Linked DNA regions of Mus musculus: all the other regions are linked to region 3. A link is a contact called in public Hi-C and Micro-C data. All regions are on one chromosome and are shown on one strand. The core of a region is the stretch at or near the end of the contact, and the rest is flanking DNA. Distances in the headings are between cores, read along the strand shown. Region 1 has its middle 4.3 kb from the start of Gm35196. Region 2 has its middle 37 kb from the start of Gm35307. Region 3 has its middle 13 kb from the start of Gm41171. Region 4 has its middle 6.0 kb from the start of Gm35307.

Region 1 (6,943 bases), core at 504-3,003, 160 kb after region 3:
TATTTATTAAGAAACTAACTCATCGGGTTTTTTTTGTTTGTTTGTTTGTTTTGTTTTGTTTTTTGCAAAAATGGCTACAGGCAGAGCCACCCTTCCAAGTATACTCTAATTAATTAAAATCCAGATGGGTGAGATAGACATCAGTTCTGATTCTTCCTCCTCCCTTTCCCCAAACCCAAAGGTCAAAGGTCAATGGAGAGGAGGAGGGGACTACATGGCTTTCTTGGTGGCATAAGATCCATTTCTATCACAGATATAAAGTAGGTTCAGACTTCCCCTGAATCTGTCTTCACAATGCCTTTTCTCACCAACCATGCCCATTCACTCCCCCCAAGACAATGAAAGGAAACAAAAAACAAAACCCCACAGTCCTTATCCTTTCACGCAGTCCGCTGTGACAGGGGGTCAGATATTTCCATCCTTGCTGATGAAAGCCTTGATTGGACTCTGCGTGTCTCGAAGCCAAATGACATTCTGGATCTCACCAAAGCTCAGGGACCTGTATCAGTGCAGCCTCTGACTTGAAGCTTCTCTTCACAGGGTATCACCTCCTGGGTGAGTCGTGAGTGGTCACGGACCAATGCAGAGCACCAGCCCGCTGAGTGTTCATCCACGTCAGGCAAGATGACACTTCAGAAAATGAAACTTCATCCAACTTGATTTGATCAGGCACAAATATACGTTAATTTTGTCTGGACCAGCAGGAGATGCCGAGACTGACAGAGTGGTAGAGCATTTACTTAACATGCATGAAGCCCTGGGTTCCATCTCTAATAGTGCAAAAATAACCCAAGACTGAGAAAGAGATACCAAGCAGAGAGCCCAAATAATAGGTCCCAAATGTATATTTTACAGTCAAGTGTCATGGTTTCATTTCACAGTATTCCTAAGTTTGAAATGGGAGGAGGCAGAAAACACAACATATAACTTCATTTATTTAGCAAGCAAAGAGTAAATAACTAGAGAGGAAAATGAGCTGTAAATCACAGTCAAGTGAGCGTCAAACAATAAACGAGCCAGTTCAGCAAGCCAGGATTCAGCATGTTGTGTAACACACTCAAACTGACAACCGATTTCATTTCAACAGAGGACACAGCTTACACCACTAGATTTGCATGCCTGCACAAGTCTGCATTCTCTCCCCTCCCAGAGCTGCATAACAGCAACTGTGATTTCTTTTTAATTTTTACTTTTATTATTCTTTAATTAGTGTGTGTGTGTGTGTGTGTGTGTGTGCGCGCGTGCGTGCGTGTGAGCATGTCCGCATGTGGGTGGGGTGAGTGAGGTGCCTGACCTCAGAAGCCAGAGGCTTTGGGTCCCCTGAGCTGGAGTTGCTAGCGCTGGGGACAGAGCTCTAGTCCTCTGCTGGAGAAGTTCACACTCTTAACTGCCGAGCCATCTCTCCAGCCCCAACCATTGTTATTTATAACCCATCTACATTCATAGCGGCCAACAGCATCATAAAATGCCTGCTAAACAAATCAACTAGATTCAGTTCTCTTTCAAGTACTCACCAATCAACCTAACTCGTACTTTAGCCGGTAATAAACTGGCAAATCACATGTAAAAACACAGTTTCATTAGTGAAAAACAGTCTCGTGCTGAACATTTAAAGCCACATCTGTTTTGCTTACCATAACTATAATAAGTAAAACAGAAATTAAAAAAAAGAGGCAGAGGAACAGCTGAGCTGTGACAGTCCCAGACATGATTGACCTATTGAGCTGCCACCACCCTCACATTTTCCCCAACTTAAGGCCCATCATGATGAGGAAGACAAAAAAAAAAAAGAAAAGGAAGAAGGAGGAAGTCCAGTGAGTTCTGAGACTCTGAAAAGGAGAAAGAAAAGGACGGTTTTGCTTAATTCAAGTATTGAGTAAATAGTGTTGCTTAATTGTTTTTAAAAAGAGACACTAATGGCTATTCTTTAGTCATGTGTTTAATTTGTAAGAATGAGGCTACACAATAAGACACTTGTCCCACACAGACGCTGCTTTGCTCCTCAAAACCAAACAGCGCCATCCACCTCCCCCAGCTCCATCGCCACACTGGTAATCAGGGCCTCCCCTGAGTTCTTAAAAGCCAACCAATGGAAGCAGACGACAAGCCTAAAACCTGCCAACCGGGAAAAGCACAAGGTGAAAATGTATCCCCATTATAGAAATAAGTAAAATATATAGTCAAAAAACAAATGATTCTGGAAATAAGAGTATTGATACATTCTCAAATGGTTGCTCTGTTGCTTTGCAAGGACAAGTGTGGTGGGATGTGCTTGTAATCCCAGTACCTGAGAGGCAGGAAGACCAGGAATTCAGGGTTCTCCTTAGCTACCCAGCAAGCTGGTGCTGGCCAGAACTACATGAGACCCTATGTCAACTAAAAATAAATAACTAGAAAAGGAAAACAATTTTTCATTACTGCATGAGCCCTCAGTCATCGAGTTCACACTCCACCCCAAGCACCAGGAATGTTCCAGGAACCCACAGGGAAAAAACAAAACAAAACAAAACAAAACCCAGATTTGTAAACATGTCTGGTATTGACCTCCCAAGCGGTGAGTCTATTTATGTATCCGTGATTAAGTGGACACAAGAAGCCCAGATAAAACCACATTGCCTATTTCTCCAATCAATATTTCAAAACAATTAAATCAGTGTTCATTAATATCGACAGTCTAGCAACAATGACCAAAGAGCCCCAAGCTGGCCCTGGCCACCACCCGCCTTCTCCAGGAAGCTCTAACCGACGCTGACCGTCCCGGTGAATGCAGTTAGAAATCACTCAGAAACAACAGAAATGTGTACAAATGGCACAATTTTCCCTGCAACTGGGGGTGGGTGGGGAGGGGCCTTTAATTTTCACCCAATTTGGCTTTTCTTGCCTATAATTTGCAATACTGCCAAGCTACAAGTTAAAGACTGTGCCAGGTTTTCAGTTTTGTAAGCAAAGAAAGAAAAGTCAGCACTCTTTCTTTAAATGGGGCGAGTGTGTACGTGTGCCTCTGTGTCTATACCTGATGAAACCAGTAACGTGTGAGGTTCTTACTAAAGATTCCCAAAATTCCCCACTTCTCACTTGCGTGCTCGGTTCCTGTCATCCTGATGAAACTGAGAAGAACATGGAGAAATGCTGTTTTCAGTTACAAATGCTGGGATCACAGCTGTGGGACTTAGGCAGGAGCTCTTCGCCGCCCGCCCTTCTGGGTCCTCATCCTCACATGACTCACATCACTGGGACAGCAAAGTGAATACCTTCATCCTGCACAAGAATAAACCTCACATCTAGAAAGGCCCCCAGAGCAAACTGACAGCCAGAGGCAGCTAGCTGCTCAGAGGCAGTAGAGGTCACAGTGACACTGGTGGTGAGCTGGGGTAGCTTCCCATTGGAGTAGAGGCTGAGTCCCTGGGCTCAGGAAGGCTTTCCAGAAGCTCTCTGCCAGCATTACAACAGGAGACAGGCCAATCAGCCCTCCCCAGACTTCACTGCTCTGTAAGGAAAACAAGATACTGAGATGGACTTTCAACTGTAAATTCTGGAAAAGTTACACTGGGCCTTTTAAGCCTCAGCTCTGTTCCCAAAGCCTGGGCACGGGGTAGCGGGGCAGCGATAGAAGCAACCACATGGAAGCCAGCTTAGGTGCGAGGAAGGAGATTCAACGTACGTTGTACAGTCTACCTTGGTGCAGCCATTCGTGAAGACAATTTGACCCCTTGAATTAAAGGTCTGAAGAAGTATGCCTGCCATAGTACTCAGACAAAGACACACACAGGTACTCAGTGCAGCGTTACCTATGATAGAAAAAGGCTGGAAAGTAGCCCAAATGTTTAATAAGAATTTTATTAGACCAAGTATGGAAGTGTGGTGTATATATATACAAATATACGTTCATATATACATATTTATATACATATATACATACATATATATATACATATATATATATATCCAAGTATAGTACACACACACACACACACATATATATTGTGGCACATGTTTTTAATTCTAACACTCTGTGAGGTCAGGACCAGTCTGGCCTACCTAGCAAGTTCTAAGCCATCAGAGCCACATAGTGAGACTCTGTCTGAAAATAAGTAAATAAAAATGTGGTGTCTTCTTTCCTAGATTATGGCATGTAGCTTTTTTTTTAAAACATGTTATTGAGCAATATTTAGTGGTATAAGTAATATTCAAAGCTATAAAAGTTAAAAAGGGCCGGGTGTGGTGGTGCACGCCTTTAATCCCAGCACTCGGGAGGCAGAGGCAGGTGGATTTCTGAGTTCGAGGCCAGCCTGGTCTACAGAGTAAGTTCCAGGACAGCCAGGGCAATCCAGAGAAACCCTGTCTCGAAAAACCAAAAAAAAAAAAAAAAAAAAAGCACATTCGGATGATATATTTGTTTATATTTTATTTTAAGATACAAAGGAGAAGATGGTACCTAGCATGCAGGTGGCCCTGAGTTTGATTCACCACAGGGGGGCCAGGGGTTGACATCAATAAGAGCATTCATTACCTCTAGGTCAGAGGTTCCCAACCTGTTCATGGAAACCCCTTTGGGGGTCACATATCATACATTATGATTCATAAGAGTAGCAAAATTACACTTATGAAGTAGCAGCGAAAATAAAGTTTTGGTTGGGAGTTAGAATAACATGTTAAAAGGTGGCAGTATTAGGAAGGTTAAGAACAACTGGTCTGGAAAGATAGTAAGAGAATCAAACTTGGGGACCAGGGAATTGGTTCAGTGTAAGTGCCCACTGCTCTGAAAAGTGAACCAGGATCCTGTACTGCATTAGGCAGCTCCATGGGACCCAGTTTCCTGTTTTGTTACCTTGAGCATCTGCACACATACTCATACCAACATACACATGAGTAAAAACAAAATTTTAAAGCCAAAGTAAATTCTATTTCCTTTTTTTTATGACTTTCTGTATTTTTCAAACTTCTTACAATGAAAATATATTTGCATAAGCAGGTGAAAAATGAACTAATTTTTAAAATCAGCCACATGAGTTATGCTTGCAAAGAAATGGCTTCTTCCATTTTGCCTTAGCGATGAAACCTGACTCCCGGCACCTCAAAAGGCCAGCCTGAACTTCCCCAAATTCTCAGTCTTCGTCCCCGAGTCCTTTTCCTGAGTTAGCATTGGCAAAGACTTATAGAAAATTAGACCATAAGAACCAAGTGTCTCCTAAGTTTCAGTCTAAGTAAATGAGAGTGTGTGTGGTCCAAGAATTTGTTAGTGAAAATGAACACCCAGGGGGATTATCTTGCCTTTGATCTAAGCTGATGAAAGTGTTGGTGTTTCATTCCTTGATTACAAGTGGATTCAAAAGGATGGTATTCTGTTAGTTTATCCATTCTGTTGTTAAATGCTATATGCCTCTTGTGTGGTGACATGGTGCCAGGTCTGCAATACAAAGAAGGAAGGGCTAGTCTCTCATAGGCCAATGATACAACTTCCTTACGGTCACCTTCAGCTATAGCTGTTCTTCCTTCCTTACGAGCCTTTTGGTCAAAGTTTTATTTGAAGAGGCTGGGGAAAATGGCTCAGCAATTAAGAGAGCATATTGCCTGTGCAGAGGACCCAAGATGAGTTCGGTTCCCAGCATTCATACTGAGCAGCTCACAACTACCCATGACATCAGATCCAGGGGACCTGACGCTCGCTCCTCTGGCCTCCAAGAGACACGAGATTTAGGGTCTTGTTTCTTAATGGAAAATCCAGGCTCCACCTCTAGTAAATTTCCCTCTAGAGGAGTGATGTGAATTGTACAGTTTTGGATTTTTATTTTTGTTTTTCAAGACAGGGTTTCTTTGTGTAGCCCTGGATGTCCTGAAACTATCTCTGTGTACCAGGCTGGCCTCAAACTCAGAGATCCTCCTGCCTCTGCTTCCCAAGTGCTGGGATTAAAGGTGAGCACCACTACTGCCTGGCATGAATTGCTGTTTTAACAAGTTACCTTCATGTCTTCCAGGTCTGAGAAACAGGAAAAAAAAAAAAAAAAAAAAAACCTGGACAGATGCAGCTCAGTATATTCCTAGATCCAAAAAGACTTTGGACACCTGTTACGGCACATTTTATAATATGCTGTAACCTATGTCATCCATGGCCGCTCTGGAGACTTCCCATCAGATTTGCCCATACCAGGGTTAATTCCTTACTTGTTCATCTGCTCAGACTCTTATCTTTCTTCGCAGGCGAATGACACCACATCCTTTTAACATTGTAAGGGACCATGAAGCTGGGGGTTGTTTGGTTTGGAGGCATCTTGTCTTGTTGTTTGGTTGGTTGTTTTTGAACATGTTGTGTTTTGAATGTGACATATACCCATGCTATACCTACATGCTCGAGCATTTGGGGGGCCCTTGTTCCCCATCTTGTGACTATACTTTGGAAGGTTATTGAACCTGGAGGAGGTGCCTCCCTGGAAGAAGTGAGTCACTGGAGCCTTGGGGTTTAGTAGCTCACCCCCACTTCCGGTGCACTATCTTTTTTTTTAATCTGCTGAAAGGTGACCAGCTGCCTTCCTCACACTCCCACCAGCAAATATCTTTGTCCTTTTGACACAAACCTAGACATTATCTGGAAAGAAGGGATTTTTTTTTCAATTTTATTTTATTAGATATTTTCTTCATCTACATTACAAATGCTATCCTGAAAGTCCCCTATACCCTACCCCCACCCTGCTCCCCTACCCACCCACTCCCACTTCTTGGCCCTGGCGTTCCCCTGCATTGGGGCATTGAGAAAATACCTCTATAGCGTTGCCTGTAGGCAAAGCAAGGCTGTGGCGCATTTGCTTGATTAATGATTGACATGGAGGGCCCAACTCCTTGTAGCTGGTGCTGCTCCTGGTTAGGTGGGCCTGGGTTCTATATGGAAGCATGCTGAATAAGCCAAGGGGAGCAAGCAGGTCAGCAGCATTCCTCTGTATCAGTTCCC
Region 2 (7,185 bases), core at 1,477-3,976, 140 kb before region 3:
GAAAGGCTAAATGGATGGCTTTGGAGTTGCCTCTGCCAGGGAAAATAGTGAACCAAAAACAATTTGGAATCCCTGGAGGAGTCCCAGAAAGTAGCACCACCATCAAGGACCTGAAAGATGCAGAGGTACTGGTTCCCACCACATCTCTTATTAGTTCTCCTATCTGGCCAGTGCAGAAGACAGATGGATCAAGGAAAATGACAGTTGACTATTGACAATTTAATTAAGTAGTGACTACTATTGCAGTTGCCATACCAAATATGATGTCCTCACATGAGGAAATGAACACATCTGGTACATGGTATGCAGCTACTGATCTATCAAATGCCTTTTTCTGGGTACCTGTCCATAGGGATCATCCAGAAGCAATTTGCTTTCAGCTGACAAAGTACAGTTTTACCTCAAAGATACATGAGCTCTCCAGCCCTATGCCATAACTTAGTTTGAAGGGATCTTGATTGTCTCTTCCAAAAAAATGTCACACTGGTCCACTATACTGATAACATTAGGCTGACTGGACCAAATGAGCAGGAGGCAGCAACAACTTCGTTGGTAATGTATAGTACATCAGAGGATGAAAAGTAAATCCAACCAAAATTCTAGGGCCTCAGTGACATTTTTAGGAGTCCAATAGTGTGGGGCATGAAGATATATTCCTTTAAACATGAAGAATAAATGATTACACCTGGCCCCTCCCACCACCAAGAAAGAAGCAGACTGCTTAGTGGGCCTTTTTGGATTCTGGAGACAGCATATTCCTCACTTGGGTGTGTTACTCAAGCCCATGTACCAAGTGGTTCAGAAAGCTTCTAGCTTTGAGTGGGGCCTGGAACAAGAGAAGGCTCTTCAACAGGTCCTGACCACTCTGCAGGCTGCTCTACCACTTGGGCCATATGATTCTGAAGACCTGGTGGTACTTAAGGTGTCACTGGCAGTTAGAGATGCAGTCTGAAGCCTTTGGCAAGCCCCTAGAGTTGAATGACAGAGGAAGCCTTTGGGATTTGGGGGGAAAAGGCACTACCATCATCTGTAGATAACTATTCTGTCTTTGAGAATAGTTTGGCCTGCTATTGGGCCTTAGTGGGAAATGAACATTTTACAATGTGCCACCAAGTTACCATGCAACCCAAGCTGCCCATCATGAACCTGGTGTTATCTGACCTACTGATCTATGAAGTTGGACGTGCACAGCAGCAATCAATTATCAAATGTAAGATGTATATGTATATGTATATGTATATGTATATGTATATGTATATGTATATGTATATGTATATGTATATGTATATGTATATATTTGGTCCTGAGGGAACAAGAAAGTTGCATGAAGAAAGTTGCATAAAGAATTTTCCCAAAATGCCTATGGTTTCTACTCCTGAGGCACAGCCTTCTGCTCCCATGCATATACCTATAACCTCATTGGATGTGCCCTATGATCAGTTGACTGAGGAAGCAAAAACCAGGGTCTGGTTTACTGACAGTTTTTCAGACTCAGATACCACGCAGAAGTGGACAGCTGCATCATTACACCATCTTTCCAGGACAACCCTAAAAGATATTGGCAAAGGGAAATCTCCACAGTAGGCAGTGCCCGTGGTCATACATTTTGTTTGGAATGAGAAATGGCCAAATGCATGACTGTTCACTGATTCATGGGCTGCTGGCAGTGTATTGGCTTAGCTGGCCAGGGACCTGGGAAAAATGTGATTGGAAAGACATCTGCTAAAGAAGTATATGGATAGATCTCTCCAAATGGGCAAAGGGTGTAAAAAAAACACTGTGACCAAGGTAACAAAGAGAAGAGTTTATTGGTCATATGGATTCAGAGGATGAGTCCCTGACTGTCATGGCAGAGAGACATGCCCCTGAGACATGTAGACAGACATGTAGTCAGACATGCAGAGAGAGAGAGAGAGCGCGAGAGAGAGCGAGCTAAGTAGGAATGGAATGGCATGGGCTTTAGAAACCTCAAAGCCCACCCCCAGTGACACACCTCCTCTAAGACTACACATTCTAATCCTTCCCAAACAGTTCTACCAACTGGGTACCAAGCATTAAAACATATGAGTCCATGGGGGCCATTTTCATTAAAATCATCATGAGCCTAGATCTCAAAATGATAAAGAGATTAGAATCCCACTATTTCCCTCAAAGGAATACCTCCAATGGCTTAAAATCTCTTCCCAGGACCTACCCATCTATTATCCAGGGATCAAGCTTGGGGCTAAGCCCTTAGCACATGGAGTCTGGGGACACATTGCATGTTAACTGTAGCAGAGAGAAGATAACACTAGATTAGGTTGCGGTATGCAGCCCTGTGGATGGCCATGCACACATATACACAGAATCTAGCTGTTTATCTATCTTTCAAGCTAACAAGGGGTAGCCTGTGTAAAGAAGTTTGTTGTTATACTTAAGTGAAAGCTAATTTCTTCAGTAGGCACACACAAGCCTTCCACTCTCTGCATGCAAGAATGTGATTTCTCTCCACTTGGCCCCATGGCTGCTTTGGTCAACAAACTGGGACTTCCAAGCCTTGAAACAAAAGACCTGATAGCCTTTGCCTCCTCCATCAAGGGTTCCTTGAGGAATTCCGTGAAGTCATATTTTGCAAAGACACCAGGTAGAGAGAAGAGAACCAAGGAAAGCTAAGGCCTGAGCACCCAGCACTGAACACAGCTCCTGCCATCTTCAAGGACAGAAGCTCTGCCCTGCTGAGGAACTGTCAGCTGTAGGGACAGCTTGTTGCAGCTTGCATGTGGTTTCCTGTGTGTAACCAATACGTGAAACTATTCTTCCAAGCAGAACATTTACCTATTTGGCAAAATAACAGCTTCATACTTCAAATGGAAGACTGCTTAACATATAGGAGGTTGTTGTTAGTGTTGCGGCTTGTTCTTGTTTGTGGATGAGTGTAAATTGGACATTGAACATTTCTCATAAAATACTATTTGAATGAGCTAAGTAAAGTCTGAATTAAATTACTTTAAGAATGCACACGATGTGTTCAATGAGAGAAAGATTTTGGCATAGTGTTTCAGGACATTGTCAGCTCCAAAGAGCAATTTGAAGCTTTCCTGTGCTTGGTGGGTAAGAGAGCTTTTCCTTGGTCTCTGCAGGTCAAGGTCTAAGCCTTTTAAAAAAAGCCTGAATTAACAGACAAATAGCAACAAGTGAATTTAATGTCCTCACTTAAGAGAGTGTGATAACAGGAAGTCCTGAATACTCCACAGGTTTTTTCACTCTCTTCACAAAACAGAGGTGGAAAACCAGAGGAGCAAGGGCTGTGCTATGCAAATGATGTGGTCTCTGTGGCAGTTTGCTGTGGTCTTCTTCTTAGCAGCCTGCTGTGGTCATCTCTATCTGAGGTCTTCTTCCTGAAAGAAGAGCTTTCCTGGGCAGAAAGGTGGAGTGGGTATCAGAAAGAAAAGCCTATGCCTGGATGTGTGTTTCCTATACTAATTTAGAGAGAGAGAGAGAGAGAGAGAGAGAGAGAAAAGATATAGATAGATAGATAGATATAGATATAGATATAGATATAGATATAGATATAGATATAGATATAGATATAGATATAGATATAGATGATGTAGATGATGTAGATGATGTAGATGATGTAGATGATGTAGATGATGTAGATGATGTAGATGATGTAGATGATGTAGATGATGTAGATGATGTAGATGATGTAGATGATGTAGATGATGTAGATGATATAGATGATGTAGATATGGATATGGATATATATATAGATATATAGGTATATATAGGATATATAGATTTATAGATTTATAGAGATATATAGAGATATATAGATATATAGATGTAGAGATAGATAGATAGATAATTTAGTTTTTACAAAATAATAGCTTTTCAGAGCTCTTTTGTGCACGTGTAGATCTGTATTTTCTCTAACTGAAAATACGCAAAATAAATAACATTCGAAGTGGATATTTCACCCTCCCACCTCAGCCACTGTATTCTGTACATAGACTGACCAATAGTTTCAGGAAGAAAGCATCCTCTAATTTTTCTGTTTACCACAAAACTTCACATCTATTTCAAGTTAAAATGATGAAGAGAGAAAAAAAATCTCACTTAATCAGCACTTGATAAGGGAGCTCACTGACAATCTCATAGCAAAATCACTTCCTCTTGAATTATTTGAAGTATAGCCAAGAAAACATATTTACTAATAAGTATTTTTGTGGATTTTTAGATAAAATATAAAATACTTTAAAAACAAAACATAGTATCATTATTCTACTCCCAAAATAGTCATAGTAATTATGTAATAGTATCAAGTATCCTATTATTATTTGAAAGATTTTTTTGTTTGCTCATTTGTTGTGTTTTTGGTTGCTAGTTTTATTTTGTTTGAGAATCAAAAATACATTTATGAGGATTGGATAGCTTTGCTTATTTGCTTTTGTCTTGTCTTGTTTTATTTATTTATTGTGTTTGTTTGTTTGTTTGTTTTAATCTATGAGGTATTCTTGCTTTATCTCTCTTGCAGCCCAGGTTTTCTGAGGATAACAACCCACATAACATGAGGAATGGTGTGTGTGTGTGTGTGTGTGTGTGTGTGTGTGTGTGTGTGTGTGTGTTCACACAGTAAAATGCAAGGTCTTGCCTTCATCAATTGGCTCTCCCCTTTGTTTTGTGAGACAGTTTCTTGTTAACCCATACCCTTCTGTTGAGCCGTACTTGCAAATATTTGCTTCATGCTGGTCCTTGTATTTTCATGGTGCAGATTTACATGAGTCTATTCTTAAGCACTTGTCTTAACAGCCATACTAGGGAGATGCAGACACATCCCACATAGCACTTTCCAGAAGTTCGAAAGCCAGCTAATTGGGAAGAAGTTTTTTGCTTACAGGAATCCCTTTTCACATCTAAATCTCTATCCTTGAAATTCATCTTTTGGTTTGTGGACAAGATCATTTTTGTATTAGCAGAAGAATATCCTGTTTCCCCAACAACAGCTCAAAAGCCTGTCTCCTCTCTCACCGAGTTGCATGTGTGATAGAGTCTGTTTCTGGGCTTTTAAAATTCTGATCCACTGCTCCATTTCTTCTCAAAGAAAAAGCATGCTGTTGCTGTTGGTTGGTTGATTTCTGCTTTGTGATTGTTGGGATAAACCTAGAACCTGTGTACACCAGCAAGCTACATTCAGCAATACATAGCTGGGGCTACCTACAGATTGTGGTGTAGGCCTTATGATATTTTGTTATCAGTGTAACCAACCAATTTATATTTTTATTCTTTACTCTTTCTTGATCATTTTTCAAATAAACTTGTTAGCATAGGTAGTTGATTATAAAATGTTGGCAAAACTGTGATATTTATTTGGATTGCATCACATACACAAACTAGGAAGAGTTGAAAACCGTACACTGTTGATGTTTCCATCATCAGGTGTGCTTGAACGTAGCACACCTTTCCATGTGGTCCATCTGACACCTTTGTTTTGGAGGGAATGCACACCATTTTCATTATAGAATGTTTTCTATGACTTGTTAAATGGAGACCTAGGCATTCATCTTTTCCTTCCTTTATTTCTTCCATTCATTCTACTAAAACCAGCAGATCTTACTTCTATCATACAGATTTTGCTTTTTATGTGTGAAGTTTGTGCTATGGCTGGTGGAGCCTTGCTGGCAGAAGCAGAGGTGGACCTTTGAAGACTATCACAGCTCCTGGCTCCTGGTGGGGCCCCTGCTTCCTGTTCTGCAGTGAACATAGAAAGCTCACAACCATCCAGTTGCAACAGATCTGACACCCTCTTCTGGCCTCTGCAGGTACCAGGCACACATGTGCTGCCCATATATACACGCTAGCAGACACTTGTATATAGACAATATATACAAGTTTCAGGGCTTTGAGAGTCAGAGAGGCCCCATTCAGATGCAGTAGCCATAACTTTTTGTTGTTGTTTTAAAGTTTATTTTGGATCTACATAATCTACCCAATGACAGAATGATATTGAAGACCTTGTCACTGTTCCTGTATCTTGACTTTCCAGTCCCTGTATGTCAGTTATGTTTGCTTTATGGAGTTAGGCATACTAACATGTGGAACATAAATATCTACAATTGTTTTCTTCTAGATGGACTGTTTCTCTACTAGTTTTATTCTACTTTATATCTTCTAATTTTGGCTTGACTTACTTTGCCAGATATAGTAGCTATTTCTTCTTGCATCCAGATTTCATTTGTTTCGAGTGTTATTTATTTTATTTTTATCCTATTATTGTGTGTGTCTTTGCCAGTCATGTGAGTTTCGTGCAGACAGGCCTCCAGCCTTTCCTCTTGGTATGAATTAAGCCAGTCACTGCTACCTGGCTATATTCATGACAATGGGCTCTGTGTGTGGAATAGAAGACCCCAGCCTCTGTAGGACCCACGTGAGTAGCTCTCATCAACGGAGTGTGTGGAGTGCTCTAGGAAGTCCTCCCTCTCACCAAAAGCACTTTTCTGATGTACCTATGAAAATGAGACATGTCCAAGCTACAGTAGTAAATTCTTTAGGTGAAATTTATACTAGGCTGGGAGGGGAAGCTATGGCGCTGAAGGGCCAGTAGGCTAGCTTACATCATTCAGGTGAAGCCACACAGAGCTGGTGTCCACCCCCTTCTCAGAAGTCAGAAAGCTGTGCTTGCATGGAAGAACCTTCTGCTGCCCTGTGTAGTAAAGAATTTGCATCCCACCATTTAGATTTGTATCTGTGAACTTGGGTTCAAGTCAGAGTTTCCTGGACCCCACCCCGGTAATTAAAATTCAATACCATTTAATGATAAAACCACTGAAGAGACTAAGAAGAGAACAATCCTGTTTTAACATAGTTCAGCCAATATCACATTGAATGGAGAAAATGTGAAAGAAAGATAAAAGGAGGAAAGGGGAAGAAGGGAGAGATAAAGGGAAAGTGGAGGAGGAGGGAGAAGGAGAGAGAGAGAGAGAGAGAGAGAGAGAGAGAGAGAGAGAGAGAGAGAGAGAGCCCTCTTTCACTTCTGTAATGGCATTGACTCACTCATGAGCTATTATGGTCTAATCACTTTTCTTTACCTCTCATGTCCAGCACTGTTCCATTGTTACAGCAAGGAACAAGTTTCCAACACATGCTTTCAACGAACACATTCAAAGAACAACAGTTTTTTTCAGCGCTAACGTCTTACCATGTGAC
Region 3 (7,067 bases), core at 976-3,475:
TTCCTGGCTTCAACCATTTAACTGGTTACTAATCCCTCTAATTGCACTATCTCACAGTCTGCTAGGCTATCAAGAAAGACTATCAAAGACATCATATCTATTGCATTGCCTCTCACAGGGCTATGGGGCCAAAATAGAGATGAGTCAGCACATACTGACTTTTCAACGATTCACACAGACTTCTGGTGAGCAGTTTCCTGAGCTAAATGTCCACCAACCACACACACACACACACACACACACACACTTTGTGGGGTGAAGAAGGGTAGTATTTGGACTGAATCTTTATAAGGTAAATACAATTTTCCAGGGTACACACAGAGCAGAAAGGATAGTTCTGACTAAGTGTGCACAGTTAAGGCAGATAAAAGTGTACTGGTTTGGAGCTAGAGCAGTTAAGAGCACATACCATTCTTTCTAAGAACCAAGTTCAATTCCCAACACCCATTTCGGGTAGCTCACAACCACCTGTAACTCAAATTCCAGGAGGCACAACACCTTCTTCTGGCCTCTGCCGCTACCTTCAAAGACAAACCAGACCTCGCCTCATGCTTGCCAAGCCCAAGGTCAAAGCCCTTCTGTGTAGCACGCAAAGCTGCAACCTAAGCCTTTGTCTAGTTTAAAGCACAATGCAAAAGCGGGCAGAGTGACCTCGGGTGTAATGAGGAGTGTTAGAGGTAGGGAAGGAATGGAGGACTGGGAGAGCCTTGTTCTGAAGCTTGGGCAGCTTATGAAAACTGGCCTACAGTTATCTCTAAGCCAGCAGTTCTCAACCTGTAGGGCAAGACCCCTTTGGGCGTCAAATGACCCTTTCACAGGGGTGACCTAAGACCATTGGAAAACAAAGATATTTACATTACAACTCATAACAGTAGAAAATTATAGTTATAAAATAGCAACGAAAATAATTTTATGGTTGGAGGTCACCATAACATGAAGAACTGTATTAAAGGGTCTCAGAATTAGGGAAGCTGAGAGAACCACTGCTCTAAATGTACCTTGAAGTTTAAGTGTATAAAGGACTATACAATAAACCTTCCCTCATATTATTTCCTAGAGAAATAATAAATGTTCAAAGACAAAATAGAATTATCAATTTATTTGTGAGATTACAGGCAGATACATAAAAGAGTTAAGAGTGTTCCCTGGAGAAATACATTCTCTTTATTAAGGTCCTTTTCTGGCCATGAATTTGTTTCCCATGCACTTAGCCAACATTCAGAGATTTCAGGACAGTGATAGCCCCTGCAGAGGGATTACTGCCCACAGGCTGAGAGGACAAACCATAGATCTCCTCATGCTGCCATGCCCGAGGTCAGAAGTCTTCAGTATTGTACACAAAGCTGGAAATTTCCAAATAGTCTAAGAAAACGCAAACCATTGCAGACAGTTTTCCCCCATTATTTATGATGCGGCCCACGATAAGATGGAGATGTTCTGAGCCTGAGATGCTCTGTGTAATCAAGACAAAGTTAATGGCTTGTTTGAGGAGTCGGATTCTAGTCTTGCCTGAAGGGGTCATTTTCAAGCTCCCGTTCCTTGACAGGGTTAAGCTGCTCATGGATTCCTTGGATACAGTTACAAAGGGTCAGTACAATACAGACCCAATCTTTAATGCTCCAAGATAAGAATGAGCTGGGGGTATAGATCTCTCTGTCTTGCCTCCTTCATTTTTTTCTGCCTCTATAGATGGCTGAAATGCAATGATTTCAGTAGATTGAAGCTACACAGCTGGGCCAGCAGCACCAAACCACCTTAGCTGCTTGTGAATTTGAAGCAAGGTTTCAAGTATTGAGTCATGAGGCATTTGGCCATCACTTTTAGCATGCCTGCACTTGGGCTCTTGAAGTGTCTTTGGGCTCAGGAAACAGTGGCGGATGGCGATGCTGGTGACTGAGGCAAGACTTAAGCAGACTCTGTGCCCTGCTGCCAAGGAGCCTTGAACAAACACCTGGTGCAGCAGGATCCTCCTCTGAAGCCTTCACAGTGCAGCAGGCGGGAGCTAACCGTGATGGCCTTTCTAGCTACCATCAGCTCAATTGTTATAAAAGCAGGAAGTGCGGGTCCTAGAAAAGAGCAAGTTCCTATTTTCACAAGATTTCTCAAACTGTTTCGAAATTTCAAAGCACCAAGCCATTGCTTAAAACTAGAACACAGAGCTGTGGCAGCTGTAAGAGTCTTGAGAGATCATCGATTCTAGAAGATCTTTTGACGGAGAAGGAAGTGAGGCCTTCACAGGGGAAGTAGCTGTACAGACCTGAGGGAAAGAGATTGGGCTCCTCACTTCCCTCTAAGCTGTGTGTATGCTGCCTCCTCTCTGTGGATTCTAAGTCAATCTATCAATACTAGGCCAAAGGTGGGATGAACAGATTCTCCATCTAGCTCTCTTCCACATCTGTTCCTGTCTAGCTCACATGTAGATATCCCACACTTCTCAAGCATTACTAATAAGCTCATGGCCTTCTTAATGAATTGTCCAAACTAAGATAACATATTCCATCCCTTTCTTTGGTTTTTGGAACAAACTCAATTATTTGAGATGGCATGAGGGCATCCCTTTATGAGAAGGGAGTGGATTGTGACAGGCGAGAAGAAACACTAGGTTGGACATGGCTTCATTGCATCTTCCAAGGGTTCATGGTAAACCTTAGTCCTCAGCACTGCCATGTTAAAGAGTAATGAGACCTTTAAGAGATGGGACCTCAAAGGAGATCGTTAGATCTTTCGGAGCATACTTAGGCACAAGGTAGCTGTTCCTAGGGCACCCTGGCAAGTTCTTATCAAAGGTTATAAATTATGAGATTCATCTGCCGCTCACTCTGACTTCCTGTTTTGTCATATAGTTGTGGCTTTTCTTCTATGGTCCTTCCATGACATCATCCACAGTGAAGCAGTGGGGTCAGAAGGTCCCATCAGAGCAGACTTCAAGCTTTGTCCTCTCAGACATCAAAATCGAAAACTAAATACCCTTCCTTCCTTCTTTCCTTCTTTCCTTCTTTCCTTCTTTCCTTCTTTCCTTCTTTCCTTCTTTCCTTCTTTCCTTCTTTCCTTCTTTCCTTCTTTCCTTCTTTCCTTCTTTCCTTCTTTCCTTCTTTCCTTCTTTCCTTCTTTCCTTCCTTCCTTCCTTCCTTCCTTCCTTCCTTCCTTCCTTCCTTTCTTGAGAGAGGGTCTCACCATGTAGCCCAAACTGGCCTAAAGCACTGAGACTTCTCTGCTTCTGTCTCCTGAATACTAGATTTCCACTCACTATATCCAGCCACTATATCCAGCTAACCCCATAGGACAAAGGAGGAAGTAGGATCTGAAGAGTAAACACAGGGCAACCAACCATTTTTTTAAATGAATTATAGAGAAAAATAAATTAAGGTCATGAGGGTCTCAGAAAACGCAATGTTTGCCACTAAAGCTGTTGGCTCTCTCAGTCCATCGCACAATCTTCCACAGCTAGCCTCAGAAGTAAATCTTATCAATGCTGACATCCTCAAAACCATAGCTAAATAAAGTCACAGACTTAAGCATAAATTAACAATTGGCTAGATGAGGCCAGGAGGTGCCTGAATTCACTGAGAGGCTAGCCAGAATGAAATCCTAGCAGGCGAGTGATGGGTTGGGAGAAGTTCAGAACTGCTAGGCTTCTAACACACCAGCAGATCCTGCACTGATTCATTCTCATTCTCTTTCTCTCTCTCTCTCTCTCTCTCTCTCTCTCTCTCTCTCTACACACACACACACACACACACACACACACACACACACACACACACACACACACACACACAGTGAGAGAAAAAGGGGTGGAGGGAGAGGGAGAGAGAAGCCATTTTTTGGTTTATTGGTCAGTCTGCCCCACTTCAGTTTTACCTGGGCTTCGTCCGGTTCACTGCTATGGACTGAACCCCTTAGTGGAAACAGGACAGGAGAATACTTTGGGAGTCTGGCTTGTGTTTCTCAGTCCAGCATCTCACTCATGGCAAGCACACAACTAAGTCAAGAAGACTATAAAGAAAAACATTGCCATTTTACTGTCCCTGCTTTTGTAACTGAAGAATGACTGGTGAAGGTTTTACTAGTAGTAAAATCCTTTGCTTGCTTATAAAGATCTTATGTTGAGAATACTTTCTATCACAAAGGGAAATGAATACGCATTTTTTAAAGTATTAAATAATAACTATTTTTCCCCTGGGCTTCCAGAATGTGGCATTTATTGGTACTGTTCAGAATTTACATTCAAAGGACATGAACTATCTAAGTTCTTATGAAAGGCATTGGGTTTTTAATTTGCAAAACACCAAATAACATCACAAAATATTCACTACAAAAACAAAAAACAAACAAACAAACAAAAAAAAACAAAAACAAAAACCTGTGTTGCAATTAGAATAGGGGCTGACTTTCCCATTAACAATTCTGGTTTCCAGTCTGGCTCAGTAGCTAAGCAATGTCATGGCTTTGATGAAGTTTCAATAGTCTCTCACATGTGGAGTGGAATGATGGCATCTCTGGCTAGTGTGGAACTCACTAAGTAGACCAGGTTGTCCTTGAACTCCCAGAGATCCACTCGCCTTTGCTTCCCAAGTGTCCTATGGGAGCCAGAATGAAGTGTAAAGCCAATGTTTTCCATAGCTCTTCCAGTAGAGCTTTGAGTTTAGACCGTTGACTTTTCTTTGGAAGAGATTCCAGCATACCTGCTTGCTTCTACCAACCTCTTCCCACTCGCATCCTCTTCCCATCCCCAGGGAGAAGCAGCAAAGGCAATTCTTTGCAATCCCTATCAGAAGTCAGGCTCAGGCAAGCTAGATGAACTGTGTAGCATCACCTTAGCCAGAACATAGTGGAAATGAAAAACCACTCTGAATATCTCAAGAGGCTCCCTTTCCTCTGCCTGAGGGCATCGGGGGTCAATGAAGACACCCTCACAAGAGAAACCGTCTCAGAACAGGTGAGAGAAAACTCAGAAGCTGTGTTCCCAGGTCACCTGGAGACAGCATGGTCTGCAGGTCAGAATAAAGGGATCGCTTATCAAACAAGTCCAGCCAATGACCAGTAGTAAAATGGTGATGGAAAGTAAACACCCAGACTTAGGGATGACTGTGTATAAGCAAATGGACCTATGCCTAAATTAATTAATTAGTTAATTAATTGATACAAGGACTTTGCAATACTGTTGAGCTAGGTTATAAAACCACACTTCATGATGAAGCAACACCTTCCTGAGAGACCACATGCATGCAGCTTTTCCAATAAAAGCATGAGCAGGACCTTTATCAGTAGTCCCCAAATCTGTAAGGCACCAAAGGCTATAGATTCTTGCTTGCTGGCTCACAAAACTCTTTGTTAAGCTGACAAGAGGTTAGCATGCCCACAACAGGGACCTAGTACTCCACATCAAAAATGCCTTCACTTCTGGTCCAGCCATATGACAGAGGAACTTTATTAGCCTTTAATAGTGCATGGATTTTGAATTCTTAGATTTCAAATAAGAATGTGCAGGTCTGTGTTGTTTTTTCCATCTTAAAACTAGAAAGTAACTCAAGTCCAATTAATTTTTATTTCACTTTGTGTCTAACACAAACCTCCAGGTAAGACTACTCAAAAGAGAATTCTAGTAAGCCAAGAAATCATATGACAGTCATTTTTAAGACTGTTTTATGCCTGGGAATAAACCCAGGATATGTCTATAAAACCAGGAGAAATTAGTTCAAAGAAAAATCAATCATGTATAGAGTTCCCAAGGTCACCGCTAAATAACTGTAACACAACTGCAAAAGAAAATGTTTTCATCAGACCGCGTTGTTAAAACCACTGAGTTCTGATGTAAGAGAAGACGCCAGCCAAGTCATCTGATGGGTGTTCATAAAGATACCCCAGAGCAGTTGCCTACATTTTCAACTCTGCCTTGATATGTACCCTGGGAGAAGCCAAGGCCTCCAGACCTCGCCTCTCTTGGACGACTGCCTAGAGCAGGCTTGAGAGGAGAAGACAAAAGTTACATCCTGAAAACAGCAACATAAAAGATCAAACAAAGCCACAAAATTCCTCTGTTTGAGGGATATTTTTTTTTTTTAAGTTATAAGGTCCCTGGGCAGGGCTTAGGTGATTTCAAGGTTTGCGTGGCTCTGAATTATTTTAGGTTGTCACATGGAAAATGGGGTAAAGGCGGTCTCCTGAAGTTGCTGAAAAGCATCTGCTTTCAATCCAAGTATTGGCATCCAGTTTGGAAGTGAGAAACAAATCCTAAGGAGAAACACTGCTGAAGGAAGAAAGGGTGCGTGCATCTCGGAGAGCGGGCAAGGAACGAACGGAGGTGGTGTCCACCTTAGTCCACTGAGCTTGACTGTAACAAGATAGCCGAGATTAAGCATTTGCTACAGAAAAGAGGCTTATTTAAGTTACAGTTTAGGAGGCGAAGAGTCGGGATAAGGTAGCCCCATCAGTTTGGTCTCTGGCAAGGGATCTCTGGCTACTTTACACCATAGCAGAAGGCACCATGGAAGAAACATGCATTAGAGGAAAAGGAGGGGTCACATGACCAGACAGAATAGTCCAATTGAGGCACAAAGAAAGGAAGCTGGAGTTTCGGGAATGGAGTGACCAACACTGTCAAACACGGCATTATTTAAAGATGATAAAACCAGTCAAGGGCAGGAATTAAATGTGACCATTGAAGACCATTGGTAACCTTCACCTTACACTTATTTTCTGTTGCTCTCTGAAGTCGTAGATTCTAGGCTGGTCTCTGGTGCTAAATGATGAACACACCAAGACAAATCCTCCTTTGGCAGGCAGAAATTAGTCAAACAATCATGCAAATTAAATGACTCAAAAGATTCTATGGTAGATGAACTAGACATGGACAAGCAAGATGAGTCAGCTAAGAACTGCTTGTACAAGAATGACAGTCTGAGTTGGATCCCATAATTCGTGTGGAAGAAGAGAATTGGATCCTATAAGTAGTCATCTCACCTCCACAAACACACCGTGGTATGTGCATTCACACAAACACACACACACACACACACCACCAACAACAACAACAACTACTACTACTACTACTACTACTACTACTA
Region 4 (6,823 bases), core at 3,184-5,683, 170 kb before region 3:
AGTCCTGTCTTAACAAATAAGATGGAGAGTGACTGGGAAAGGCACTGGGTATCAGCCTCTGATTTCCACATGCACAGGTGAATACACCCGACTCTAGGCCATGCATAAACCATATATACCGAAAATTAAATAAATATGAGAGGGCAGAAGGGACAGAGAAATGTAACCTAAAAGTTTACTTTTCTTGAAGCCAGACCAGAAAAGGCTACAGTTTTGATTCAAGTCATTTGGCCATTCAGTGTAACACGATCTACAATCACTGAATTCACAGAAAAACTTCAGTACATTGAGTTGCATGGATTATAGTAAATTTCATATCTCACAGCACAATCCCTTTATGCTTTCCAACTTTCTGTTAAGTAGTTAACATGAAGTTCCTTTCCTATAGCTTGTTTTTAGCATCTGGAATTGGGGAATGAAGGACCCAAGTCAACATCCAGAGATTCTGCTCCTTCTGCAGGGCCCTAGGATTCTGCTACATTGTGGTCGTTTTGGACCTTCCTGTTTGCAACCTATGCCTTCAAGGATTGCTCATCAGCTTATCCGAACACAGCCCTAAGCAGCAACAACTGAAAATGCCAAACACATGACTTTCAGCGTGTATGTGTGTGTTTATGTATGTGTCTCTGTGTGTCTTTGTGTGTCTGTGTATTCGTCTTTGTCTATGTGTGTGTGTATGTCTGTTTGTGTGCACAGCCTAATAGTGGATGTGTGTGAAGGCCAAAGGTTGATACCACATGGCTTTATCATTTACTTGCCACATTAGTTTTTGAGACAGGGTTTCTCCCTGAATCTGGAGCTCACTGGTTTACCAAGACTGACTGCCCATAAAGCACCTGGGACCTTCCTGTCCCTGCCTCCGAAGCTCTGGGATTACAGGTGGGTGCCACCACACTGGATTTCTAAATTTTGGCTTTTAAGGAATTGAACTCAGATCTTTGTGTTTGTAGATCAGTCACTTTGCTAACTGAGCTATATCCTCAGCCCCTGAATTTCCAAAAATAAATAAAGAAACGAAAGTCACTGTGACAGTGTGGGAAGGCACTTGCAGGATGCTGGAGAGCAGAATGGGCTACAGGGCAAAGGTTGCCACCAGGAAAACTTGCATAAGATATTGAATGATTGTGTTCTTAGTGTTAATCAAACCCATCCAACAATGATCACCCAGGACAATGGAGATCCAGAGGGCCTAGTGACCAACTAAAAAATGTGTGAATGTGTTAGCCAGACCGGATACTCTTCCTTCTTGACGCTGAAGGCTGGCCTAAGAGATGACAGAAACCTGAGGCAAAAGGTCAGGCTTGGAGAGAATGGGCTTTCATGAGAATCTGGGATGGTAACTGGACACATAGCAAACAGGTCTCCATCCCTGGCATGCTGATCAGGCCAGTGACCCTTGTTCATGATCATATGCTAATGTAAACTGTGTAAACTTACAAGTGTGCTCTACTGTATTGAGAAAAGCCTTGGGCTACTATCGACTGTTGTTACTAAATACAGTTCAGGGGGGCATTTTAAGGGCATTTGAAATGGAATCAAAGAAGTTCTGCTGAAGAGGGAGTGCCATTGAAGGGTCACCTACTATAGGACTATGCACTTATATTTTAACTGGACCTCAGTGTTACAAAGTTAAACCAGTTTTACTTGGTAGCACAGGAGAGTTTATGCACCCTTGTGGTGGACCAGCCTTTTGCAGCAGGCTACATTGTAAAGCTCTTTGGTCCTGGCACACTCTACACTCCACCCCCACCCCCCGACCCCCGTCTGAGATTATTTGAAAGTTCCTTTTTGTTTTCTTAGCTGTTTTTCTCCCAAGCCCGGCAGGCATGGGCATCTCTGTCTTTTCCTCTGCACCCCCTCTCTCCAACCCCCAATCCCTGAAGTTTTAAAGTAGTTCTTACAGCTTTAGGTTTCTGTATCTAAATTTAAAACCAATCGTGGCTTCTGACTGTAAAATCCTCTCCCCAAACCTCCGTGGCTGTGGTTGGCCTGGTCTGCATATTAGCTGGAGTCACTTAGAGCCTTCAGTTAGTTTCCACTCAAATGTTAGCATCCGTGTTTACTCTTGGTAATCGGCCGTCGTCACGTAACACCATGCTCATCAGCATCTTTTTAACTTGTTCAGCAAATCCTTGGCACACACTGTTTGGATTCTCTGCTTTCCCCTTCCCCAGCCTTGACCCAAACCAAACCAAATACATCTGAAGCAAAGGAAAATGCTTGCCCTTGTTGTTCAATTTGCTAATGCAGTTGGCTCTCCTCTCCAGAAAGGAAGAAAGTGTCTTTTGTGGCAGCTCAACCACCTTCTATACAGAGTCCTTGGCTTGGTCCAGACTCCATTCCACCTTACATCAAACTGGGAACAGGGCTTTGGTGGCTCTTGTGGAGGTTGCTGAGTGATGTAACATAGCAGCCATCCTCAAATTCCAACTACACCCCCCACCTCTCCATCAGAAAAAGAAGCCCCACTGGAAATGGCCTCTGAAGTGCTGCTTAGAAGAGAACTGAAAGCTGAACCTATTGGATCACAATTGCTGTCCGGCTTAGTGTGTTTTGGGCACTTTCCCTCCGTCTGCTTCTAGCTTGGAAAGTAAACGGAGTACGCCACTGTGCAGTATTCTAGGATCCTCTCACCATGCGACATCCACTGGACGTGGGAGAGCCTGTCTAAGGCCTGAGGAGGCAGAAGAGAACTTCACAGGAGAGGTCAGGTGCCAGAGACCCACAAAGCACCTAACAGGATGCAAGGAAAGAACAGGGAAAAGTAGGACACTTCTCCTGAGGAAGCATGGGGCTACACTAGCCCATTCTCCTCTACTTCAGGAAAACTCACACCTCAAACTCCAGATTCAGTTCCAAGAGGACAAATGTCACCTGAAAGCCTCCCATTCCTTGAGGAAAGTCGATTTGATATTTAATGTGAGCATCGGAAAAGGAGATGGGACAAGCCAAGGCCTTGGCCCTGATTGTGCGTCACTGTCTATTTGTCTGTGAACAGAGAACAGGATTCTCTTCCCATTGGGAAAACCCTTCTGTGGAGAACCCTAAACATGGGTGATCCCCTGCGGGGTCTCACTCAAGAGCAGCATCAAGTCTGTGAGGTCAGGACAAGAGTGATAGAGTTCTTACATAGTAGACGTGAAGCCCTGGGCTCCATCCTAGAATTACTGAAAATGGAGGATTCAGTGACCTGCTGCACATGGCCACACCTCAAAAGATGTGCTTTTATTCTCTCAGACAGGAGAGGAGCTCTCGGGCTGAATCCACAGAGTCTATTCACCATCCCTACATTTCTAGGAGAGCCTTGATGTGGGGTGAGTGGGGACAGTCAAGTGATACTGCCTGTCCCCACTTTACAAGTTCACACTGGTAGCTCATAGGTCAGGATGGATATCACTCGGAGCTCCTGACCAGTCCAGAAGACATATGCATCGCTGTTATTCATGGCCACCAGATCTCCATCCTCCAGGACCCGGTTCAGTGACATCACCACAGAGTTCCCAAGTGCAGCTGTTTTGCTGCACAGACTATAACAAACTGTACCAGTTTCTTGGACAGCGTCTGAAGCACAGGGCTGTACCGATGAAGGTTTTAAGGCTTACAACGTCCTCCACCATAGTGGTCAGCAAGGAAGTTGGCTCAGGTCCCTCATGTGTCCAGAGACAAGTATAAACAGCTGTGCTCCACACTCATTGTCTCCTTTGGGGTTTGCACCTCTCAGTGGTTCCCCCAACCACTGACAACGTGGGGATTTCTTCTTCTTTTCATGCAGAGCTCTCCCATGAGTTCTTTCTCTAATTACCCATCCTCAGCCTAACTCACCCATTTAATAGCATCGCTGTTCAGTTTATGGATATTGTACACCTTTAAATCCTCTCATGGGGAGCACTCAGTAACATTTGGAAAGATATGTTACTTAATTTGAGATGTAAACCATAATGATCAGAGACAAAGATCTCACTTCTCTCCATTAGGAAGTCATCTCTCTCTTCTTACGTGAGTGTGCACACAAACTTGTAGTTGCCTGTAGATGTACACACGTGTCTCCCTCTGTGTGTACATGTGCATACATATGGTCTTGTTGTGAAGCTCTTTCTTAATCCAGTCAGTGCCTGCCCAGGATCTTGCACCAGCCAATGAGAAACCAAACAAGTCAGCTATAAGCCATAGTTCACACAAGTTCACATGGGGGCCTTGGGGTTTGGGGGCAGGGGGAGACGGGACTGTTCCCAGGAGGCCAAGAATGAGGCAAGTCAGCTGAGGCCTTCTCGCTGCCCTTCCCCACACTCGGGCTGACTGTTTATTCCATCAACCCTGTTTATTCTCTTAACTCTGGTTTCTCAGCCAAACAGCTCATCACACGCTGCTTGATTGTGGAGACATACAGAAAGTATCCAGAAAGAGCTACGGGAAGCACGATCCTGCTGATTCATCCCCTGGGGCATTGGTTAACAAGCTGCGTTGGAAGTTCTCTTATCCTCAATATTTCAACACTTAGAGCATTAGTGTTGCCAGTTGCTCTCATTGTTAAGCAGAGTTGCTGCCATCATTGGAAACATATTATGATATTCATCATTATCACCCCGTCAGAAACATACTTGACCAAACAGATCAGTTGATGGAATGATTCGGATGTCCAGACTACGGCACGTGGGCATTCCAGGCTGTTAAGGACAGAGTCAGGCATCATTTGCCCAATATTTGCTGATGCAAACTCAGCTTCCCCAGGCTTTAACTATTTGACTAAATGGCACTTAACTATGAGACGTGGCAGAGACAGTGAACTCAGGCGAAGGCTCAGTAGTACCCTATGCTGGCTGTAGAATGTGGAGCCAAGGGTATGCCATCCCTGAGCCTGGCTGCTCTCAACAAGAAAGTGAGGAAGACTCACATGAAGGTCCAAAGTGGGAAGTGCACATACACACATTTTCTCAAGTCACCAACCCTCCACTAATGAAGACTCCTGGACATTCTTATCTGTGCCATAGCTTAGTCTTCATTAAAGATATTCTTGTCTTTAAAAGATATTGACTTAGAATTTAAAAAAAAAACACAGAAAGTAATGAATATCTTGATAGGAAAATATTGACTTCCTGCCCAGACAATGGAACATCTTGAAAATCCAGACCCCTCAAAACACTGGTGGTAGTAGTAGTAGTAGTAGTAGTAGTAGTAGTAGTAGTAGTTTTTCAAGAGAGGGTTTCTCTGTGTAACCCTGGAACTCTGTAGGTAAACAAGACTGGTCTTGAACTCAGAGATCCTCCTGCCTCTGCCTCCAGAGTGCTGGGACTAAAGAAAGGTGTATGTTAATACCAAGTATACAGAGAGAGAGAGAGAGAGAGAGAGAGAGAGAGAGAGGAAGAAGGCAGAAGAAGAAGAAGAAGAAGGAGGAGGAGGAGGAGAGAGAGAGAGAGAGAGAGAGAGAAAACAATGGGGAAAAGAAAACCAGGCACAGAGACTGTACGTTGGCTTCCTTAATTATTCATTTAAATACCAAAACCATCATAGTAAGCCCTTTTCACGAAATGAAAGTGTCTCTGTAAAAAGGAAGCTTATTGCAGGCGGGGATGAGAATGTGGAATTTATGGGAACTCAGCCTGCAGTTTATTTATTTTTATATACTTCCTTGAAACAACAGACCTGTTTGAGCTTCTCCAGACTTTTTAGGACTGCTGAGGGAAGCTCTCAGTGTCCTGGGTTGCTCAATGCATGGCTGGTTCCAAGCCTGAAAGCCCTCTAAGCAATAACGTATAGGTTTCCTTTGCTCTTGTGTTGTAGCAGAATGCCTGGACAGCTCTAGAGGCTACATTTGCTGTGCTGTAGCTTAGTCTTCTTTTAAAATTAAATTCATGTTTTCTGTGATGCACACATGTATCAAACCATGGGATAATTCCTCATTGACATTCAGTCTTCACATTCTTAGGTAATGGTTTACAAATTAACTTTAAAAGTAATAGTGATAAGAGCCACTCTGTAGTTAGATTCTGTTGAGATCTACTATCTTACTCCGCTGGCCATCACCTCCAATGACATATTTGAGGCAGACTGATGAAGGAAAGAAACATAGTTCAGCTCACTGCTCTGGGGACTCAAAGTTCAGAGGAGACAGGCAGTTCCATCTTTACCCAGGAAGCAAGCTGTCACCAGAGAACACCAAAAGCTCACTCAACTCCCTTTTGAGTTTAGTGTTCCTATTCCCATGACTCGAGGACTGCTATGTAATCTCCATCTTTTACAGCGACCACTACAACCCCCTGTACCACAACCCTGGGCACCAAGCACCCAACACGTACATCACTGGGGCACACTATGCAAACCTGAACAGCCACTTCCTACTGCAGTCTAGGGAAGTCTTTGCTCCCTCTTCCCAGGCTTCCCCACCAACATCACTGATATAGGAAGGACCAGCTCACCTGGCAGGGAGACAATTCAAAAGATAGTTATCCCAGTTACAGTCAGAGCACGGGGGCTTGTGAGCACACGCGTGTGGCAACCATTACTTAGTTCACAAATGAGGGGATGAGCAGAGAAAATTATGGTGCCAGGAGCATTTGAAGAATCTCACGGATGTAGGAGCCAAACATAATGGAGTCTGATTGCTAGGTCAGAAAGAACATCGGCGAATCCCATTCGGGCAACAAAAGTGTCACCTTTCTATTGTTGCCTTTTTAAACTTTCAACTGAGAAAATTTTTTTCATATAGTATATGCTGATCATGTTTTTTCCCTTCCAGCTCTGACTCCACCTTCCCAACCCACCCAACTCCACACCCTTTCTTTCTCTCTTTAAAAACAAACTATTTAATAAACAAAACCAAGAAACA

What was found. A called contact is a pair of places that touch in the nucleus more often than the background predicts.
Region 1: a Hi-C map of peritoneal macrophages shows a contact between it and region 3, with 2.4 times the contacts expected there. The contact joins two enhancer-like sites. A contact is called at or near these places in 3 of 484 Hi-C or Micro-C datasets (granulosa cells, nephron progenitors and peritoneal macrophages) and 1 of 115 datasets of contacts at active chromatin or transcription factors (embryonic stem cells).
Region 2: a contact with region 3 is called in a Micro-C map of B cells, with 1.6 times the contacts expected there. The contact joins two enhancer-like sites.
Region 4: a Hi-C map of peritoneal macrophages shows a contact between it and region 3, with 4 times the contacts expected there. The contact joins two enhancer-like sites. A contact is called at or near these places in 5 of 484 Hi-C or Micro-C datasets (Th1 cells, adipose-derived mesenchymal stem cells, liver and 2 more), 4 of 115 datasets of contacts at active chromatin or transcription factors (embryonic fibroblasts and embryonic stem cells) and 1 of 9 other capture datasets (bone marrow-derived macrophages).

What each region holds. Positions count from the first base shown.
Region 1 is chr14:61,691,476-61,698,418 of GRCm38.p6, reverse strand. No RefSeq gene overlaps it. Among named protein-coding and RNA genes, the nearest start is that of Gm35196, 4.3 kb to the right of the region's middle. Within about 2 kb of position 1,753, at least 28 of the 459 cell types and tissues checked have an H3K27ac peak or open chromatin away from gene starts, as enhancers often do. A contact at or near this core is called in peritoneal macrophages, where this site is marked.
Region 2 is chr14:61,994,017-62,001,201 of GRCm38.p6, reverse strand. No RefSeq gene overlaps it. Among named protein-coding and RNA genes, the nearest start is that of Gm35307, 37 kb to the left of the region's middle. Within about 2 kb of position 2,726, at least 30 of the 459 cell types and tissues checked have an H3K27ac peak or open chromatin away from gene starts, as enhancers often do. A contact at or near this core is called in B cells, where this site is marked.
Region 3 is chr14:61,856,654-61,863,720 of GRCm38.p6, reverse strand. No RefSeq gene overlaps it. Among named protein-coding and RNA genes, the nearest start is that of Gm41171, 13 kb to the right of the region's middle. Within about 2 kb of position 2,225, at least 83 of the 459 cell types and tissues checked have an H3K27ac peak or open chromatin away from gene starts, as enhancers often do. A contact at or near this core is called in B cells, bone marrow-derived macrophages and peritoneal macrophages, where this site is marked.
Region 4 is chr14:62,025,486-62,032,308 of GRCm38.p6, reverse strand. No RefSeq gene overlaps it. Among named protein-coding and RNA genes, the nearest start is that of Gm35307, 6.0 kb to the left of the region's middle. Within about 2 kb of position 4,433, at least 14 of the 459 cell types and tissues checked have an H3K27ac peak or open chromatin away from gene starts, as enhancers often do. A contact at or near this core is called in bone marrow-derived macrophages and peritoneal macrophages, where this site is marked.